Linked DNA regions of Pan troglodytes: region 1 is linked to region 2. Evidence: chromatin contacts called from public Hi-C data. All regions are on one chromosome and are shown on one strand. Each heading gives the region's core, a stretch centred on a gene start, on an enhancer-like site or on the middle of the called end of the contact. The rest is flanking DNA. Distances are from core to core; before and after follow the strand shown. Region 1 overlaps AGBL4 (AGBL carboxypeptidase 4). Region 2 overlaps AGBL4 (AGBL carboxypeptidase 4).

Region 1 (5,812 bases), core at 414-2,913, 110 kb before region 2:
CAAAGTCACACAGGGCTTGGAAGTGGCAAAACTAGGATCTGAAACCAGACACGTATGATTTCTGAGTCTGAGTTCCCAACCACTGAGCCACATCAGCTCAAATCCCCGCATTCCTGGCCTTTGCCTGACCCTGCACCACTTAGTTGTCCTGGCTTTCTCCATAGCTGGGCTGAGAGATGTGATAGTCTCAGAGGATGGTGTGAAGGATGCAGTTTACTCACATTTGCCTTGGTGTAGTGTCTAGCTAGACTTCAGACAGCTGCGTGCTTGCACTGTGTTTTGGGACTGTGCCCTTGGCATTCATCAGGGGACACTATGAGAGGCATCCTCATGACACTCATGTTGGCATCTGCTGAAGGAATGCTCTTAAAGCCAGAGGCCACTCCCTCCTACTGGGCCCCCACATGGATTCCCAGGTGAGATGTTTCTTTAAGAGCTCAGGGCTAGGAAATGCCTTTCATTGCTTTATTGTGGCAGGTGCTTTTGTTATAATTTACAAGTGATAAATAAATGAGCAAGCAAATTAAAATAACTGGCCCATGGACACATCCACCAGGATGTCATGTGGGCCTCGGGAGATTACTTTCTCACCACAAACCTTTCCTGTAGGACACACTGGGAACAGAGACTCCTCTGGGCATGCTGACAACCTCTGGCTGTCCCTTAACTCAGTTCACAGTTAATTCAGCCCCTCATCAGACACTCAAACAAGAAGCTACTCTGTCCTCTCTTGGGGAGGCAGAAGTGAGAGACAGTGAACCCCAAAAACAGTTCCTTCAAGGTGAAGGTCAAGTCTCCAATTTATGAAAAGCTCAATAGGTATTACACTATTTGAATCTGAATCTGAACTATGGTATGAGGAATGGGGAAAGTGAAGGAGGGAGAGAGGGAAGGAAGAATTGGAAAAGAACAAAAGAAGGAGGCAGCAGAGTGGGGCTGAAAGGGATATGAGGAAGGACAGGGACTACCGAGCCCCTGCCCAGGTCAGAGGCCACTGTAATAGGCACTGACACAGGTCCCCTCATTCAATCCTCAACATCAGTTAAGGTGTCAGAGCACAAAGCATTGCTCAAGGTCATCGAAGTGGAGAATACTTCATTCTCCACTTAAGAGAGGACAGAGTGGCTTCTTGTTTGAGTTTCTGATACTAAATATGTATTTAGTGCAATGCATTTCCACTATTCGCCTTGAGAGAGGGAGCTAAGGCGGAAGAAAAAGAGAAAAAAAAGTGGAGGAGGTGGGAGGAAAGAAGGGAGGTTGGGTGGGGGGAGAAGATAAAAAGTGGAGAAGGTAAGAGAGGGTGTAATAAAGTTATGTGCAAATTGTGTGCGTGTGTGAGTGTGTGAGTGTGTGTGAGTGTGTGTGTGGGAGAGAGAGAGTCAAATAGAAAGACAAAAAGACAAAAATGAAAACAAAATGGGGACTGAAAGAGGAAAGAGAGATGACCTATAAAGGGAAGAGGAATGCTATGCAGAGAGAGACCTGGGAGAACTGAAGGGGGGGTGCGTCTCCTGTCTCCAGCCCCACAAAGATAGCTCAAGCCCTCCAGAGCATAGGTCTTAGCCCTGACAAAGGACCAGGCTGCCTTCCAATCCTCAATGTGGAAGGGAGCCTCTCACAGCAGCCATGCACCCTGGGGGCCAGGAGAGGGCACTTCAACCTCAGGCAACTGCAACAAAGCCGCAGCTTGTGGTCCCCCAAAGACAAGTGGCAGAGGGAAGGAGCTGGAGAGAGTCCAGACTGTTGCTCAGTTCAGTGGGTTACCAGCCCTGTGGCCAGTATCCTTCTGATGGAGCTAGGTTCTGATGCACATCCCTACTAACACAGGCTGGGAATTAAACTGACTTGGGTCCTCTGTGGCTGCCTCTACACCGGCCCAGCGCCTCCTCTAGGCCCTGCCCCTGCCCCTTCCCTATTCTAGATCTTTCTGTCCAATAGAGCAACATGCTTCCAACTTCTCCCCAGCCCCCTCCTGCTCTTCCCCTTCAACAGGAATCATCCCTTCTTTGAGTCCAGGGTGAAACGGTTTTCAAAATCATTTCTCGCCTACTATGCCATTTGATCTGCCCGGATATTTACAAGGTAGGTGCAGTAGGGAGAGTGGGAAACTGGCACAGATGAAGTGTCAGCTGTCTACATTCACATTAAAAAATTAAAATCACTGGACTTTCCAGTTCTTAAATTCCATGATGAGAACCCAAGTGTCTTAACTCTTTATCATAACATATTTCCTCAACACCAGACTAAGGAGGGCTAATATATGCTGTTTCTGGCAGTGCATCAAATACCAAATCCCAGTCACAGACTGAACCCTGGCTTTAGTCACAGATCTTGACTGTAGACTGAGTCCTGAGACTAATCCTAAGTGAATTTGTCCTGGTAAAAGTTCCAAACTATGCACGTGAGGACAGAGATTTCTACTGGGGTATCAGAGTACTCTGAACACACCTTTAAGAAAGCTGTTATTTAAGAATCTGAAGAACCTCTTAGGAATCTTAAGAACCCTTCATGGAAGTTTCCATGAAACCTATAATCCAAACAGATTTCATCTCTTCTGATAACCTAGGAATTTATTATTCAGATTTCATCCAACTGGGTACTTGGCTAGTAATAATAATAATAAGAGCATCATTTATTGAGTACTTATTATGTTCCAGGTAATCTATTAGGCACCTGAGAATTTGTTTTGCTTCCATCTACTGAAAACAACACTGTGAGGTAAATATAATAATCATTGTTACAGATGGACAAACTGAGGCTCAGAGAGATTAGGTCACTTGCCTAAGTTCACACAACTGGTAAATAGCAGAACCGAGATTTGAACCCAGGTCAGCCTGGCTCCAAAGGCTATGCTTGCTTCATTCTATTATTAACGATGGCATCTGTTATATCTCAGCTATTAGCTTCTCAATCATATGGCTGATTTCTTCAAAGAAAGTGTCTTTTAGTGGAGCAATCAGAGGATTTAATATCAGAAGAAACAAGTTCAAGCTTCTGTGAGGATATTGCCCCACCACCTATGCACTGTTCCACCTGGACAGGCTTCCTCTTAATCCAATTCTGAGTTTCTGTACTTCTAGAGCCTGAGACTGGTCCTGGCTTAGGATACGAACACAGAGACAAAATGCACCTCCTTCTCTGACCCTTGAATTCCTTGTTTGTAAAATAGAGATAATAATACTCATCTCTACGGATTGCTGTGGGGATCAAATGAAATGATGGTTCCGAATACACTTTATACACTGATGAATGCTGTTTATTTCTGGATGGCTTACCCAGGTCTTGGCATTCTGCAGGAGCTTCATAAATACCATAAAAATATGTATATTTTTTTCTTTTCTTTTCTTTTCTTTTTTTTGAACTGACATCCAAGCATCCTTTACCTCCTCTCTCTCTCCTCTCCACTGACTCATGGCCGAAACTGCATGGATTGAGAGCAGTGGTCCTGACCTCCTCCTCCCTCTAAGTTCCAACTTGCATCCCTCCCAGCCACAACTCCCACCTCCTGTCTCTTGAGACACATCAACAAGCCAAGCACGGCCACAACCCCAGCTAAAGGCCCTTGTCTCAGACAGAGTTGGCAGCTGCCTCCTCTTATTGGCAGCACATTTATCATCTTGAGGAAAATATTGATGGATAAGAAATCCCAGACAGGCAGCATGTCTTGGCTGGGCATGCAGCCTGAAGTGAGGTATGAGGTGCTAGTTTTAGCGTCTTTCTGAAAGAAAGGGAGAGTTGGTGCTCCTGTAGAGAATGGCCCTGTGGCCCCAGGGGTCACAGCAAATCCTAAGATGACTGTGTCCTACACGTAGTAGATGTTCAATAAATGTTATATATAAATTAAATAAACCCTTTGAATGAGCCTGAAGGATGGAGGCCCTTTGTCCAAACCCTTCATTTTACAAATGGGATCTCGGGCAGGGTAGTGATTTGCTCGAGATCACAGCAAGTCAGCAGCAGGGACTGGATTAATAAAGTATGTGGCTCATGAATCTCACATCAAAATACTGTCCAATATCCAGTATTCCACTAGGAGATATCCCAAACTTCTGGCCAGAGAGTGTGATCTGACAAACTGGATCTGGGCTCCCGAGGGGAATCAGGAGGAAGGAGATCCTTAGATTTACTTTCAGAGCCGATCTCCCAGGAACACATCCTTTTAAAGATGAAAAGAGTGAGAAGGGCAGGCGGGTGTTACTTGGTAAGGTGCTGTGGCATTTGCTTATGATATGTTCACCTATCTCCAACTGACCCCATTCAACTCATCCTGCCCGCTGCTGCCACAGTGACCTCCAGGCAGCACTGGTGTGGTTGTGGGTCACTGGTGCTTCACTAGCTGGTTCCCATAGCCTTCTCCGGCCTCATTGCCTCTCACTCCCTAACTCACACCCAAGGCCCAGACATGTCCACAGGAGGAAAGCAGCTCTCTGGACTGGGCACAACTAGTCTCTCTGCCTGCAGAGCACTTTACTCCCTCCTCATCCTTCTAGACTTGGTAAAAGTGATGGTGCTTCCTTCCTGCACCTCCTCCCACCCCTTGATCCCCTCAAGGTTAGGTTAGATGCTTCTTTTCTCCATGTCCTGTGTTCCCATCTGTCACAACTGTCCTGCAGTCACTCTCCTGCCCATCTCCTCCACCACCTGGAAACCTCACCATGCATAGGCTACAGCCACTCAGTTCTGCATCCCCAGAAACCAGCACAGGGCCTGGTGGAGCATAGGTGCTCAGTGAGTGTAGCCTTGGATTCCAGACCCTCCCTGTCCTTATCCTCCCCACAAAAGTTCAGAATGGAGCTATCTCCCACTGGCTCTTGTTCTAGCCTCTAGAGCCACAGAGAACAGATCTACACCCTCTGCTTCATGAGAGCTCTTTAGAGCAGGGGTCCTCAAGCCCCTGGCCATGGATTGGTACTGTGGCCTGTTAGGAATCAGTCTGCACCGCAGGAGGTGAGTGGCAGGTGATGGATCATTATGACCTGAGCTCCTCCTCCTGTCAGAACAGCACTGGCATTAGATTCTCACAGGAATGCAAACTCTATTGTGAACTATGCATATGAGGGATGTAGGTTGTGCACTTCTTATAAGAATATAACTGATGCCTGATGATCTGAGGTGGAACAGTTTCATCCTGAAACCATCTCCCCTCCCAACCCTGGTCCATTGAAAATTTTTCTCCCATGAAATCGGTCCCTGGTGCCAAAAAGGTTGGGGACCGCTACTTTAGAGATTTGACCAAAGCAAATATATAGCCCCTAAATGTCTTCTTGCCAAAGAAAATATCCCCAATTATTTTTACCAGTTCCTCATATATCATAGCTTTGGGTAGGGTGACCAACCATCTTTGTTTGCTGAGAACTGTCCTGGTTTTGGCACAGAGTCCTCTGTTTTGGGAAATTCCTCACTCAGTCCCAGGCAAACCAGGGCAGTTGGTGAACCTAGCTTTGTGTTCCCTTTCCAACCTGATGCCTCAGGACCTGTGCACCATTTTATCAATGTTCGACATAGAGTAGGGGCCAGAAATGAACACACAGTTCCCAGGGTCGTTGACATAACAGGGCAAAGAAAGGCCAACACCTCCTTACTCCCCAAATCTATTTCTGTGAATGCAGCCAAAATCAGCTTCAATTCTGGCAGAAGGGTAGTGTGGTGGATGTGGGAGTTGACACATTGCCCTGTTGATCAATATCAAACTTAATAGTGTCAATTAAGATGCCTAAACCATTTTACTGCACAGGAAACCTCATTTCCCCAAATCATTACTTCCAAAGCTGCTTTCGTTTTATTCTTTTTACTCTAAAGGCAGAAATGACTC
Region 2 (6,392 bases), core at 3,608-6,107:
AACATTAAGTTGTCAGGACTTGAACCACTGATCAGAAGGTGAGGTCAGAGCTTATTGATGAGCCATGGAGCATTAGCTCTGTAATTACCTACCAGTCAACAGCTGATTTGTCAAAACCACACTGAATGTAATTACTTTCCACTTTGCTAGACTGGAGAATGAATGAGGAAGACGGCCTAAGTCATCCTTCCAGTTTTGAGGCAACATTTTGAAAATCTAATAAGAAAGCACTCCTTGGCAGTCATATGGCATTCTAAAAATGTCCTGGAAAATGTGCCCAGAGAAACATTATTTCTCTGGCTCTGCAGGCATTCGGAATCTGGCTGCCTAGGCCACTGCGTATACAGTCCCAGAGACCCAGGCTTCACATCCCAGAAGGAATTGGGAAGAGATGAGGGATTTTCCTTTCCATGCCCAAGGCCTATCACTATGACTACAGTTAAAGACTCATGGGTGTGTCTATTCTGTGCTGAGCATCACAAAGTGCTCTCAGTCTTCACTGAAGTCAAACGGATTGGCTCCTTCTCTTAAGCCAAGTCTGTGAAGCCCTGGACAGTGGTGAAGAGAAAGCTTGCCAAAGAGGTCTATGTTAGTGAATAGTCCAAAGAAGAAGGGAGAGAAGGGGAAAGCAAAGCAGAAGCAGAGAGAATCCAAACATTCTCTGTCTTCAGCCCCCGCCAGAGCACTAACGTAGTCATAGGCTGAGTTCTGACCCCAGACTCAGCTGACACCAGGGCTAACCTTTGACTGGGCTATTCAACTAAGCTTTGCCTCAATTGTGGTTTGGAATGTGACTGGTAGTATGAGGATCAATTAGAGTTCAGGGAAGAACCCTGCTTATTTGGCCGTCCACTTGGAAGCCCGGAAGAAGGAGTCAGCAGGTACCTTAATTCAAGTGCCACTTATGCCTAACATTGTGAAAAGGCAACATGCATCTAACAGTTTAAAGAGGGTAGCCTAAAAGGCATCAGACACCAGGGTTAATCCAAAAATAAAAACTTTTTTTTTCTTTATAGAATGCCAATCAGAAAACAAACTTTGAGATCCTTATCCATTAAAAATAAGGAAAAGAGAGAATCTAAGGAAAACTACTTTGGTGCTAGACTATAGGAAATCTAACTAGGGCAGAATCAATCTAGACTTCCTACAAAATGTTCTGTATAAAGCACCTTGGTGTGGTGGAAAGAAACAGGTAATCAGAGGGCCCAGTTCAATTCCTGCCTTCACTTCTCAGGCCTGAGAAAACACTGTGCAGGAGGAGCTCTGAAGGCAAATGACTCCTGAGGCAGGGCAGGTGAGTAAAGGACTGGAGCAGACACTCTGGAGATATAGGCTGAGGCAGAGACATGGTGCATGGTGCACACGGCCTGTCTGGAGGGGCCAGCCCTCCTCAGCAACTGCCAGGAACTGTCTGGTAGGAATGAGGCCCCAAGTTCCACGATCCTTTCATAGCATTTTTCAAATTTGAATCAGTCAAATGAGACCTTGACTTCTATATAAAATCTCTAATTTCTAAGTATTGGAAACTAACTTTTTAAATTAAAAAATAATGTCCATGGGGCTAATACATTTTTATTGTAAGCCATGGAGCCTTAAACATCTTACAGAGATGTTTTACTATCTCATTGTTTCAGTATAATTCATTCTTTAGGTCTCACTTGTCCCTTCTTAGGAATTAGATGAGAAGACTTCTCTTCAGCCTTCTGCCTGTGCCATTCCAGGAGTCATGACCCCCCCATAGCCATCATCTCAGGAAGCCTTGTCAGAACAAGATGCCTTGGGCTCCATGTGGGCAGGCGGGTTAATCTTCCACCCCTCCATATCACCAGGAGTGGAAAACTGACAGTACTTACTCCTAGCTGTGCAGCCTTTGAAAAATTAGAGTCTACTGCTGCATCTTTGAAAAAAGACATAGAAATGCTACCTTGAAGGACTCTGATGAGCATTACAAGGAGATGGCATATGAAGAACTAGCCCACGGCCTGGCATATGGGAAACTCTTAGTAAATGGTGTCTCCTTTCTTCACCTAGGAAGTAGGGGTGCAGCAGGAAAATGAAAACTGAATTACCAAAATAATTAAATAAAATCTACCTCCCATGAAGTCAGAGCCAATATCTCTTGATCACCAGCCTTAAGCTCTGGATCATGATGGCAATAGTCACAACTAAAATTGTTGTGGAGCAGCATCTTAGAATCTACTAAGCTCTGTCATGCATCATTTGCCTTTCACAAAAGCCCTCTGAGTTAGGCTTGTTGTTGCCCCCATTTTAGAGATGAGAAAACTGAGGCTCAGTGTGGTCAATTGACTTTTATGTAACTGTTTCATTGAATCCCCTCCAAATCCCTATGAGATAGCCATTGTCATCCCCATTTTACAGATGACAAAACTGAGCATCAGAAAGGGGAAGTCACTCAGCTTGTTAATAACACAGCCAGGATCTACTGGTCCTTCATGTCTTAGCTTAGTTATTACCGCCTCCAGGAAGCCTTACCCGCAGTCTCCTTGCCCTCACCTTGGTTAGGTGCCCTGCCTCTGAATCCCCACAGTCCACGCATGGCTTACTTCCTCTGCTGAAGCAAGCTCACATCAAATTGTTAATGAACTCTTTACCTCCCTCTCTAGATGGATGCTCTTTGCACTTTGTCTTGCTCAAGTTTGTTTAGAGCAGTGCCTGGCACATAGTAGCAGGTAAGAAAAATGTGCTGAATAAATGCATAAGATTAGGACTCCCACCTCTGGCTTACCCATTATATCGTTCAGCACACAGCGCAATGCTTTGAACATAGAAAGTGTTCAATGAAAATGTGTTGAATGAGTAGAAAGATAACAGAAAGGAAGACAGGAGGAAGAAAAGAAGAAACAAGAGAAAAAAGGGACTAAGGAATACAAGAAGGACAGGCAGGTCTAGCTCTTTCTACCCAGCCAGGGCCCCCAAGGAGCTGTGACACACGGTGGGGACTTTCGGCCACGCACAGTTTGGTGGACATGGCCTCTAGAAGTCCTGAGATCTGCCATGGATCAGTTGCTTGATCTTGGTGAAGTCACTTCCTCGCTCTAAGCCTCAGTGTCCTCATCTAGCCACACAGTGTAGGATTCAACTCAGCAACCTCTGAGGGCCTAGTCAGTGCCCGGACTCTGCCCCAAGGCCATCCTGAGTGACTCTGGAGATCCTTCCACAAGGATTGGGGGTCGCCCTTTGCCTGTCTGCATTGACAGGCCCCTGGGTGTGTGTATATGTGTTAGGGCTCACACCAGGCTTAGCTGTCTGGTCAGTACCAGGTAATACTTGCAGGCAGGAACAGTGAAACTCATAGGGAGGGGGGACCAACACAGAGGGGCAGGGGGTGGGGCAGCGGGGCAGTCAGGTAAAGGACAGACAGGCAGGGAGACACTCATGAAGTCAGAGACAGACAAACAGCGGCAGATGAAGCACAAGAAGAGAACCAGACCAATGTGGAGAAGGTGAGAGACAGCGCCGCAGGCACACAGAGAGCAAGGGAAAGAGAAGAGGAGGGGGCAAAGAGAAAGGGCTGGGAGGCAAGGCCAGGGGAGCTGCCAACCACTGGCCTCAATTAAAAAGTTAAATGGGTGTCCAGAGACTGTGAGGCTTGGGACAGAGCAGGGCTGCTTAATGGAGAGGAGAGGCGGTGGAGAAAAGGCCCCGGTGGGCCGCGGGTGGGCGGGTGCTCTTGTTAGCAGGTGATGAGTCTGTGCTGCGGCACCCCCACAGGCTGACGCAGGGAGGCCCTGTGCTCACACTTTCCTTCACCTCTCAGAGAAATTGTGGAGGCAGGGAGCGAGGGGAGAGGCCATCCATGCAAATGAAATGTTCTGGTCTGGTGATCTCAGATGGGGCTGACCAGGCTATTGTGGAAAAACTCCACAGACCAGGCTGGAAACCCAGATCTGCTGACCAGCAGCTGTATGACCTTGAGGCTACTTCCTGACCTCTCTGAGCCTCACTGTCCTCTGTGAAATAGGGGCACTCGTGTGATCTGCTGCCTCAGTGCTCACAGAGTTTCCAGTGATTACACAGGGTGGTCTGTGGCAGGCCCTGGACCAGCACCCTCGGCTGGCACTCCTGCCTTCAGGTCCTGCTCCTGCGGACCTGTCCGCAGGTCTGGCAGGCTTCCCTGAAGTTTCTGCTCAAGCATCAGCTTGCAGAGAGCCGTCCCTGGCCACCCTCAACAGAACAGCAGCTCCTCCTCCAGCTACTTCCTTTGTTGTCTTTTCTCCATAGCACTCATTACCCCCTGATGTGTATATATTTATTTTCTTTTCCTTCACTAGAATATAGGCTTTAGAAAGATGTAACTGTCATTTTATTTACTGCTGTATCCCCCAAACCTAGAACAGTAGGTATTAAATATTTGTGGAAGGAAGCAAGGAAGAAGGAAGGGAGGGATGAAGGGAGAGAAGGAGGGAGGAAGAGAAGGAAGGAGGCAGGAAGGAGACATTTATGTCACTGCATTCACAGGGTCCCTCAGTGGATCGTGAGAAACTAAACATGTTGGAAAAGATGATGGAGTTGAGGACCTCTCACTCCACTCAGTCTGGGCTGGTCCTCCTAGTGGGTGGGACCTAGAGCTCTCTCTACTCTCAGCCCTCCCTAAGCTTCCAGGGCGCTCCTCCTCCTGCTTCCTCATCTCTGTGCCTCCACCCTTGGTGCACCACCTGGGATCCAGAATGTATCCAACTGCTTCAGAATCCTGAAGATGTCTTGCCTGTCTTTAAGGCTTAACTCTTGTTCCATTTCATGCACCCATTTATTCAACAAAGACATTGCTGAGTGTTTGTTGCTGAGAAATGATACTATGATGTTATGCAGTCCTTGGCCTCTAGGGACCCAGACTCCCCCAGTATTAGAAGACAAGCCTCGTTCCCTTTGCTTACACTGCAGGAAAGGTCTGAACATTGCTGAGCCACTGCTAGCATCTTCACAGAAGATGACACAAAGAGCATTCCTGGGATTAAGGAAGGCCTCCCAGCTTTGGACCAAAAGCAAGCAAGGTCTTGTGGGTGGAAAATGGTTTGGTCAGAGAAACTCCACAGAACCAGGAAGAGCATTGCAAAGCTCTTTTTTTTTTTTAGAATTTAGAAATTCTAAAAAGGAGACACAAGAGGGAAGGGGAGCCTGTGGCCATCTGTGGGAAGAAGTGGGGGTGTCAGTTGCAGGGAGCAGGATCAGGATGAAAGTTTCTACTTTTGAGCTTCAGGCCCAGCTTGGCATCTATCAGGCAGTGGACATCTAGAACCCACTAGTATCTAGGACATTTAGGCAGGATCCCCATTCAGAAAGAAGATCCATTGTGGTGAAACCCCATCTCTACTAAAAATACAAAACTTAGCTGGGCTGTGGTGGTGCACGTGCGCCTGCAATCCCAGCCACTCAGGAGGCTGAGGCAGGAGAACTGCTTAAACCCAAGAGGTGGAGGTTGTGCCACTGAACTCAGCCTGGGTGACAGAGCGAGACCCGGTCTCAAAAAAAAAAAAAAAAAAAAAGAAAAGAAAAGAAAAGAAAAGAAAAGAAAAGAAGATCCACTCCCTGTCATGGAGTCCTTATACTCGGAAAGCCCAGCAACATGTATTAACAGGAAAAGGACTGGGCCCAGACAGCTGCAACACAAGCCAGACAGTGAGGAGGCTGCATTATGGATGACGGTCACCTACCTCCCTCCCTTCCTTCCTTCCTTCCTTTCTTCCTTCCTTCCTTCCCTCCCTCCCTCCTTCCTTCCTTCTTCCTTCCCTCCCTCCCTCCCTCCTTCCTTCCTTCTTCCTTCCTTCTTTCTTCCCTTCCTCCTTCTGTCCTTCTTCCCTTCCTCCTTTGTTTCCTTCCTTTCTTTATTTTAACAAGTATTGCTCAGGCACTAGGGCTGGGGTAATCTTCAATGAAGAGGGTAGCCATCACTCACAGCAGCTGGGAAATGGGTATATCTGCCCATTAAAGGGAACTTATCACACCATGTTAGAAAGTTTTTTCATTATCCCGAAAGTACTGTGTGTGTTGGGATGAGATGGCCTGTGACTTGAGGGGTGAAGAGGCTAGTCAGATTTTAAAAAATAAAATTTAGCCAGGTGTGGTGGCATGTACCTGTAGTCCCAGCTACTTGAGAGGCTGAGGTGGGAGAATCACTTGAACACAGGAGGCAGAGGTTGCAGTAAGCCGAGATTGTGTCACTGCACTCCAGCCTGGGCAACAGAGTGAGAGACCCTGTCTCAAAAGAAAAAGCAAAATCACTCCTGTTGTGGAGGAGAGGTGACACCTGGCCTGGAAGCCTCTGAGCCAACCCTCCTTCCTGAGTGGTTGCATGGGCTGCACTGTTATAACTCGTTATGGTTTTTGGGGGTCTCCCCACCACACCATCAGCACCTCGAGGTCAAGAGGGCAGC

The links. A called contact is a pair of places that touch in the nucleus more often than the background predicts.
Region 1: a contact with region 2 is called in a Hi-C map of induced pluripotent stem cells, with 2.2 times the contacts expected there. The contact joins two enhancer-like sites. A contact is called at or near these places in 3 of 7 Hi-C or Micro-C datasets (induced pluripotent stem cells and stem cell-derived neural progenitor cells) and 1 of 1 other capture datasets (stem cell-derived neural stem cells).

The regions. Positions count from the first base shown.
Region 1 is chr1:182,404,557-182,410,368 of NHGRI_mPanTro3-v2.0_pri, reverse strand. The region is part of intron 11 of AGBL4 (AGBL carboxypeptidase 4); the gene reads right to left. Among named protein-coding and RNA genes, the nearest start is that of SPATA6, 100 kb to the left of the region's middle. Within about 2 kb of position 1,663, at least 3 of the 24 cell types and tissues checked have an H3K27ac peak or open chromatin away from gene starts, as enhancers often do. A contact at or near this core is called in induced pluripotent stem cells and stem cell-derived neural stem cells, where this site is marked.
Region 2 is chr1:182,292,801-182,299,192 of NHGRI_mPanTro3-v2.0_pri, reverse strand. All of the region lies in intron 6 of AGBL4 (AGBL carboxypeptidase 4), which reads right to left. Among named protein-coding and RNA genes, the nearest start is that of SPATA6, 210 kb to the left of the region's middle. Within about 2 kb of position 4,857, at least 2 of the 24 cell types and tissues checked have an H3K27ac peak or open chromatin away from gene starts, as enhancers often do. A contact at or near this core is called in induced pluripotent stem cells and stem cell-derived neural stem cells, where this site is marked.